Regions from separate parts of the Mus musculus genome. Here region 2 is linked to region 1. A link is a contact called in public Hi-C data. All regions are on one chromosome and are shown on one strand. The core of a region is the stretch at or near the end of the contact, and the rest is flanking DNA. Distances in the headings are between cores, read along the strand shown. Region 1 overlaps Cacnb4 (calcium channel, voltage-dependent, beta 4 subunit). Region 2 overlaps Cacnb4 (calcium channel, voltage-dependent, beta 4 subunit).

Region 1 (4,051 bases), core at 1,003-3,502:
GTGGCATACACACACAAATAAAGAGACAATCTTCTTTTAAAATATGAATTTAAGTAGACGAAATACATATCACTTTCACATTATTCAATACTAATGACCTGAAAGGCTCCATCCTGATGCTCCAGTAACCAGCTTTCAGGGTAGCTATTTAAGAAAATCTCTGCCAAGTTCTCATGAGATAATAGTCTACATTTGTTAGTAATAATGAACATATATCCAGTTTTTCCCCTAGCACATCAGAAGCAATTTAAAAAGAAATTTTTCTCAAGAAGGCCATTTGGAAAATAAGGCCAATTTTTCCTGCAGTCCGTTTCAGCAGAAGGATGTTGGGGTAGGTCCTCGATTTGTGCTTTAATTGATTTGCCACAGTTTTAAAGAAGCAGTTCTAGGCAGAACTACAGCAGAACAAGCTGACATTGTTTTAGTTCCAAGCCTCACATATCATTATAAAATAATGTAAAATCACATTTGATATTTTTTCTGAAGAAACGAAAAGGCAGCAATACAAATGGCACTGCCCCAGGACCCAGAATCCACAAGGCGCTCTAAGTCTCGGTCCAAATAGCTCAGAAACACCAGGGTTTTATTTCCTATGCACCAGCAATGAACTGGAGTGTAGGTTCATAGTCACTGCTGCAATGCTCAAAGCCCTTGGGCAATGGCCCTGTGCTGTAAGCAGTGGTGGAACTTGGGTAGAGAAGGAGGCCATATCACATAGTGGGTGATGAGCCCAGTACTTGGAAAATCTGTATACACAGTATAATAAGCAAATTACAGGCATAAGGGAGGCAAAGGCCCTTTTATTTACCTATCTCATCTTCTTCAAGAAAGGCAACAATCAGACAGGTTCTCAGAGGGGTGCTAAGGGAACCTTCTTTGTAAATTTGTTGCTGGTAAACAAAGCTGGGACAGTCATAGACTCTGGTGCTGGAGGCCCTTCATAAACACTCTTTACCACTAGACTGGAGTGTTTCAGCATTTTTGGAACTAGTGATGTTCCTTGTGTTTGGCTACTTGCTTGCTTTTGAGACAAGGTCTTCTGTAGTCTATGCTGGCCTTGAACTCCTGGTCCTCTTGACTCCACTCCCAGGTGCTGGATTTACAGATGTTCATCTCCCTCTCTCAGCTCCCAAAACTGTTATTATTTTTTCCATGGGCTCAGGGGAACATTTCCCAAAGTGGCTCACTTCTATGCACACACCAACTCATTGAGAACTTTATAGTCTCCCTCATGGGAAGATTTGTAAAGATGCTTTCCAACAAGTACCCAGAAAAGACAAGTTTAAGTTCTCTGCATGGCCATCATGGTAGCCACCATTTCTACTGAAAGGTGTGACTCTTCTGAGTCTACCAGTTGGCCACACAAGAATATCATTACCTTCCCTCTCTAAACATCTTCTTTCCTTCCATGTCAGCCATGTGTCGCCTACAACAGAAGCTTATTGGGATGTTTGGGGGAAGGAGATAGGTGGTTCCCCATGGTGCAACAGCAACTGGGTAGAGGGGCCTGAGGAGGTCGGCTCCCACCACACTAAGTGTCTAGAAGTGAGAGGGGGAGGAAGAAGAGTGAGGGAGGGAGGGAGGGAGGGAGGGAGAGAGGGAGGGAGAGAGGGAGGGAGAGAGGGAGGAGGAAGGGAGGGAGGGAGAGAGACAGGAAGAGAGGAGGAGGAAGAGAAAGGTAGGGAGGGAGAGACAGACAGGAAGAGGGGAGGAGGAAGAAGAAGGGAGGAAGGGAGAGACAGACAGAAAGACAGAGACAGAGAGACAGACAGAGACAGAGAGGGGGGAGAAGGAGGAGGGAGGGAGAGGGGAGAGAGACAGAGATGGAGGCAGAAAGAGGATGAGGAAGAAGGGAGGAAGAGAGGGAGGAGGGAGGGAGGGAGGGAGGGAGGGAGGGAGGGAGGGAGGGAGAAAAGGATTCTGGCTGCTGCAAGGACTCTGCCCCTGTCCTGTCCAACGGCTGGCTTTCTCCACAGATATTCAGTACTTCTCCAGGTAGGTCAGTGCCCAAGTAGGACAAGATATTCCCCACCCATACACCGAATGCCCATATGAAAACATCTTACCTAAGCTGGATCTGGTGTTGGAACGTTCAATTATTGCTCTCTTGCTAGGATTGTTGAGGACAGATCTCTTAGCAAGAGAAATGTCAGCTGTCACTCTTGTTATTGATATCCTAGGAAGAGGAACACAGAACAGGACAAGCCAGTAAAAATGTCATGTGGCTTTCTGAGTGACTCATAGCTGCAGTGCTTAGCAGATACTTCACATACTACCACAGAACCACCGTACAGTAAACGTCAGCCACAAGGATTTTAAACAGACTCTGGCTCGTATTAAAACAGAAACAATGAATGGCGGCAGGCTTTGGCTCTGTAGCTGAAAACCACTCCAGTGAAAATGGGCTCCCTCCATTATGGCCTGCCTGGCCAAGTTGCCTTTAAAGCACACAGCACACCAGGAGGGAATCAAAACATGAATTAGGCATGCTCTTTCTAGGAAATAGCTATACAGTTTCCTCAAAACTCACAGTTGATTTGCTCTTGAACAAGCCCTTCAGGATACACAACTGCTCTGCCCTAACACCGTTGGCTGAAAAGGGAAAGCTTCATTTGATCACAGAAAAAACAAAACAAACCCAACCAGTTGGTAACTAAGTTGTGTTTCTTGGCTCAGTAGTTAATCTCTAATATATGAAGTGTTTCTCCACAGACCCAAGAGGAGCTTTGTGGGTAGGATGTGAGAAATATGGTTTCCTTTCTGCAGGCATGGAAGCCTCAGTATAGGATCTGAGCACATCTGGTGTGCACTTGTGCACATCTGGTTGGCACTCATGACCCCAGTCGCTGAAGTCAATGTGAGCACTGGAGTTATGATAAGTTAGGACACACACACACCTTGCTGCCATGGAAGACTAAAGCAGAGACTTTGTATGGAGAGAGGGGAACAGCTGGACCACACATTATCAAATGATGGTTTGTAGATTTTATTGTTTTAAAATAATTTTTAACGGAGACCGCTCAGCTTCCAACTATTGTCTGTAGAATTCAAAGCTGGTCCACCTAGGACAATCAGAGAAATCCACAGACCTTCCCTACCCTCATCTGCACAGCATGGGTGAGTTCATAAAGGGAGGATCGCTTCCCTTGATCCTCTTAGCAGACTTATTCTTCTCCAGGGCTGAACTTCTTTGAACTTCATGAATTTAATTACACGTCCTCCCATTCCTCCTGTTTTTGGCCATTCTAAGTCTGGAGGCTCTGGTGACTAGAAGCCTTAGGGAGGACCAAAAATTGTCCTTTTCATAAAGGCTCGGGAACGAACAAACATTTTTTGAGGCAGAGTCTCTCAATATGTATCTAGATAACTTTGAGTTCCTAATCCTCCTGCCTCAGCCTCCTTTGTCCAGGAGCCATAGGTATCCACCACTGTGCTCAAGTTTTACAGCAATAGAATGTACAGAAGTTGTAGCGGGATACTGAAGCCAAGTGGTGCTGGCCTGGGTGGCTGCATCTATAAGCTGCAGGTGCTTGGAATACCACCGTGTTCTAACTTCTTGAACCTTTATGCCTTGATAATTATTTAAGGCAGCATCAAATTATCCCGTGTAGCAATAAAAGTTGTGAGGAGATTTCCTGGGACCGCTGTGAGCATCAACATGGGCAGAGCTTATACTTCTGAACTTCTCTCTCCTATGTCGAGCTCACTCATAATTTCATTGTTTTGTTAAAGAAAAAAAGGAAAAAAAGGCAAAAAAGAAAAGTTCAACTGAGCTGCATGACATCAGAAAACACTGGTGAGCAACTTCCACCTTCTCCTAAGAAGGAAACTGAGAACAGAGAGAATCTGCTCCATTCCAGGCAACGAGGATCTAGAGGCCTTCACTGTAGGAAGGAGCTTGGTCACCAGTTCTCTTTTGGTTCAGTTTTGTTTTCCAGTAACAGCTCTCTAAGACGACCAAGCCATCCGGAGCTGGTTTATAACTCTCCCCCTGCTGTGAGATTTGAACCAAGTGAGCCCCATATTTATCTGAGTTTCTATTACACCTTTT
Region 2 (4,051 bases), core at 399-2,898, 69 kb after region 1:
AAGGAACACAGAAAAGAGGTCACATGAAGACATAGTGAGAAGGAACTGACTTCAAGAAAGGAAAGAGACAGCCTCATCAGAAACCAACCCTGTTGGCACTTAGATCTTGGGCTTTGGGCCTGGAGAACCGTGAGAAAACACATTGCTATTATTGAAGCCATCAGCCTGTGGCTTTTCTTACGGCAGCCTGAGCTGACTGTTACACCGGTCACGAGTTCACTTTCTATAGAGCCAATATGACCCATAACCTGAGCGTTGCTTCATCCCTTCACCCGGTGTCACAGTTCTGGTTGGGACAAAGATGATGATAATCAGGAAGTGCTACTGAAAGGGAGACCCTACACAAGCACCAGGAAATCTTTATCAGGTGTCACAATCAGTGTGTTTGTTAAAATGGCTTCTCAACTTGACCAAGGATGCTAGATGTTCATCAGAAGGAAAGCCACAGTCAGTGAAGGGAAAGCACTCAGGGTTTGGAGTCGATTTTATTCCAGGACTAGCTCTCTCAAGGACTCCCTGTGCCAACTTAGAGACACCAGAAAGCCTCGTCTCCTGCATGGGCATGGGTAGGTATGCCTGAATCTCTGTTTCGCCATCTATAAATGGGATAAAGACAGTGTGTCATCTACAGTGTTGTTAAGAGGGGTTGGTGATTCCCCCCACAAATGGGTTACTATTTACCATTCCATCCCTGCCTAACCAGGAGCCCTTCCCAGCTTCTCATTCCCTGATACTCTCAAAGAGTTTGTCAAATGCAAGTTACAAGTTAGACGTCCATAAGCAAGAAGGTTTGTAACTTAACTTCTAGCCTTGTTAAAAATGACCTCAGACTGGCTCGCAGATGCAAATACAAACCACTAAGCTGGAAAACAGTGTAATCGCTGTAAGACCTGGCTAAGCAGAGAGCTCTTACCCTTGACACCAAAGCACAGACGATGGAGAATTCATAAGCTGGACTTCACCAAAAATTATAAAAAAACTACTTAAAAGGAGAAGATGTACCAAGGTGTGATTCAATGGTTAAGTAGCAGCTTAGCATGTGCCAGGTCCTGAGTTCAGTGTCCAGTATCACACACACACACACACACACACACACACACACACACACTTATACACTGGGAAATCTCATCTGTACAGGACTCCTTCAAATTGAGAGAATGTTGCAGAGTTTTCCCTGTCCAATTACATGAGTGCAGTGATTGCACAGGGAAAAGGGAGGCAGAGCTAAGAGTGGCAGGGAAAGAGAGAGAGCGCATCTTAGGGTAGGAAGAAAAGAAAAAAAAAAGGGTTGGTGAGTTAATACATACAAAGCCAGAACACTGGCTGGCACAAGGCATCATATAAATGGTAGCTATTCCTGTTCTTGCAGTAGTGTTGATATAATTTAATTCTATTAACATTACAAATGACTCTCCGATGAGGTTTCAGTAACCAACTTTCTTGGTTTGCCTGCGACAAGATAGTTCTAGGCGGTGGCCACCCTGGGGCACCTCAATTTCATTATCACTCTCTCTCCTAAAGGTTGTAACTGAACGTCAAGTGACAGGAGAATGCGTTGCTCATCTTTCAGTGGTGTTCCTGGGGTTTTATGATGATCTCACCAACACAGCTAACCAAGTGCTAAGGGCATGTGGCATGAGATGGCTGATGTGGGTTCTGGTGGGCACTCTACAGTCAGGAGAACGGTACTTCAGCCTGGCCTTCCACAGGAGGAGTCTGGAACTTTGGGAGTGCGGGTGAAAAACAGGAAGTGGAGAAATAAAGATCAGATGGGTGTGGTCCTCCTTCAGGATGTTGTCAGAAAGTAGTCAGGTGAGGAGGTGACTCTGGAGGTTGATGGTAATCCTGAACCCTTTAAATATCTGTGTCTGTGTCTGTGTCTGTGTCTGTGTCTGTGTCTGTGTCTGTGTCTGTGTCTGTGTCTGTGTCTGTGTCTGTGTCTGTGTCTGTGTCTGTGTCTGTCTCTGTCTCTGTCTCTGTCTCTGTCTCTATCTATCTATCTATCTATCTATCTATGAATAACACTGATGCCCTGTGCTACAACTCGTGGTGTGACATGTGCTTACAGCCTGACACCTGAGTTCACTCCGATCACCCAAGGAGAGAGAAACATCAAATGAGAACCATCCTGTGTATGGCCGATGTGAATAAAAGAACAGTCCTCAGAAAAAAACCCACCCAGCTAAGAAGAAGGGATGACATCAGACCTCTAGAACAGGCCGCTGTGGGCAGCACCACCTGCTGTCACGTCAGTTCCACCACAAAGCCGAAGTCCCTGGTGGATTCTGAATGGTTCTCCAGAAACTAGAAGCTAGCCAACTTTCCCTTAGGATTTTACTGCAAAGTGACCTGCGACCACATTTGCACCATAGTTCCTTCGGGAATTCTGTATCTCTCACACACACTCAATAGCCGGAGCTGGGTCCCAAGCAGCCCTGAGACTGTCCATGCACCTGCCAAATGCACTTCTGGAAATACTTGCTGCAAGCTCATTCAGTCTGAGAAGATGCTCTGATTCAGGAAAGGCTATGTGTGAGGTCTTCTGGCGGGGGAGGGGTCTGTCTGTGAGAGCAGGTACTGCCAGCTCGACTTGCCTGCTCTGAGCCTACTAACAAGCACTTTCTACAGGCACCTGCCCATTACAGAACCCAACAGGGAGACAGAGCTCAGCTCGCCTTCAGCATTATAAAAATGTCCACTTGTTGGCTGACTAGTCTCTGGCTTACAAAATCAACCGGCGGGGGTGAGAGAAGAAAGGGCAATGGAGACGCAGACGTAGAGAAGAGAAGTACTGAGGACTCATTCCTTGGCTGAGGTTGCAGAGGTGGGTGAGGTCACGCTGAAGCTCAACCCAGGAGCAGTGACTCACTGGAAGCTTGCTTGGGCTTTTGGTGTTTGACATGCATGCACAAAGCAATGTGTGTACAGAGCCAGCGTCACTACTGCATTTACCACATTTGCTAAAAATCCCTTATGGGGAATTGGCAATGAACCTGGTATCATTTTTTTCTCCTAGAGACCTCAATTAAAAAAAAAAAAAAAAAAGAATTCTTTCCTCTCCTGCACCCAGCATTTCCTGAGTCTTTCCTGTTGAGCTGCAATCAGAAGGCACCAGCCCTACCTAGCAGATGCTTGCAAAGGTTATATAACATATGCCTCGCAAGCAACTGGCAAAAGACAGTCACTCCCATTGAGGTCCTTGAACGTCTATTACTGTGCTCTGACGGGGAGGTCCTAAAAGCAGACTAAACTGGTGTGTGAAGCTGCTCTCGCAAAGTGCCTCTCAGTATCTCTGAGCCTGGCTACAGTGCAAAATATGAGTAGGTGGGATCTAGGTGGTGGAATGAATACCAAGGCTTCATATCTCTTCCCTTACTCCACAGAAACCTTGAAAGTTTGGGTGTAAACCGGACGTTATTGTGGATGCCAGGAAGTGCTTGCTGATAGAAGCCTGATATGGCGGTCTCCTGAGAGGCTCTGACAGAGCCTGACAAATACAGAGGAGGAAGCTCACAGCCATCCATTGGACTGAGCTCCAGGTCCCTGATGGAGGAGTTGGAGAAGGGACTGAAGGAGCTGAGGGGATTTGCAGCCCCATGGAGGGGAGCAAAAGTGTCAACTGATCAGACACCTGGAGCTTCTGGGGACTGGGCCACCAACCAAAAAATATACATGGAAGGACCCATGGCACTGGCCACATATGTGGCAGAGGATGGCCTTGTTGGACATCAATGGGAGGAGAGGTCCTCAGGCCTGAGGGTGTTTGATGCCTCAGTGTAGGGGAATGCCAGGGTGGGAAGATGGAAGTGGGTAGGTGGGGGAGCACCCTCATAAAGGCATGGGGAGGGGGGTTGGGATAGGAGGTTTCTGAAGGGGAGACATGGAAAGGAGAAAACACTTGAAATGTAAATAAAGAAAATATTCAAGATAAAAAATTGGCTGCAATAAAAAGTAAAAGTGTAAGTATAGAAATAAGATCCATGCTTGCCAAGGATGGGGCTAGGGCTAGGAGACTGCCTAGAGAGGGGCATGATGGGACTTTGGGTTATCA

What was found. Hi-C and Micro-C count contacts between places; a contact is called where the count stands out from the background.
Region 2: a contact with region 1 is called in a Hi-C map of Th1 cells, with 2.2 times the contacts expected there. The contact joins two enhancer-like sites. A contact is called at or near these places in 4 of 484 Hi-C or Micro-C datasets (Th1 cells, bone marrow-derived DN3 thymocytes, macrophages and 1 more) and 2 of 115 datasets of contacts at active chromatin or transcription factors (CD8 T cells and bone marrow-derived dendritic cells).

Annotation. Positions count from the first base shown.
Region 1 is chr2:52,453,534-52,457,584 of GRCm38.p6, forward strand. Cacnb4 (calcium channel, voltage-dependent, beta 4 subunit) reads right to left here. Exons shown (of 14, transcript NM_001037099.2): 10 at 2,067-2,176. Among named protein-coding and RNA genes, the nearest start is that of A430018G15Rik, 31 kb to the left of the region's middle. Within about 2 kb of position 2,253, at least 25 of the 459 cell types and tissues checked have an H3K27ac peak or open chromatin away from gene starts, as enhancers often do. A contact at or near this core is called in CD8 T cells and Th1 cells, where this site is marked.
Region 2 is chr2:52,523,248-52,527,298 of GRCm38.p6, forward strand. All of the region lies in intron 2 of Cacnb4 (calcium channel, voltage-dependent, beta 4 subunit), which reads right to left. Among named protein-coding and RNA genes, the nearest start is that of A430018G15Rik, 100 kb to the left of the region's middle. Within about 2 kb of position 1,649, at least 28 of the 459 cell types and tissues checked have an H3K27ac peak or open chromatin away from gene starts, as enhancers often do. A contact at or near this core is called in CD8 T cells and Th1 cells, where this site is marked.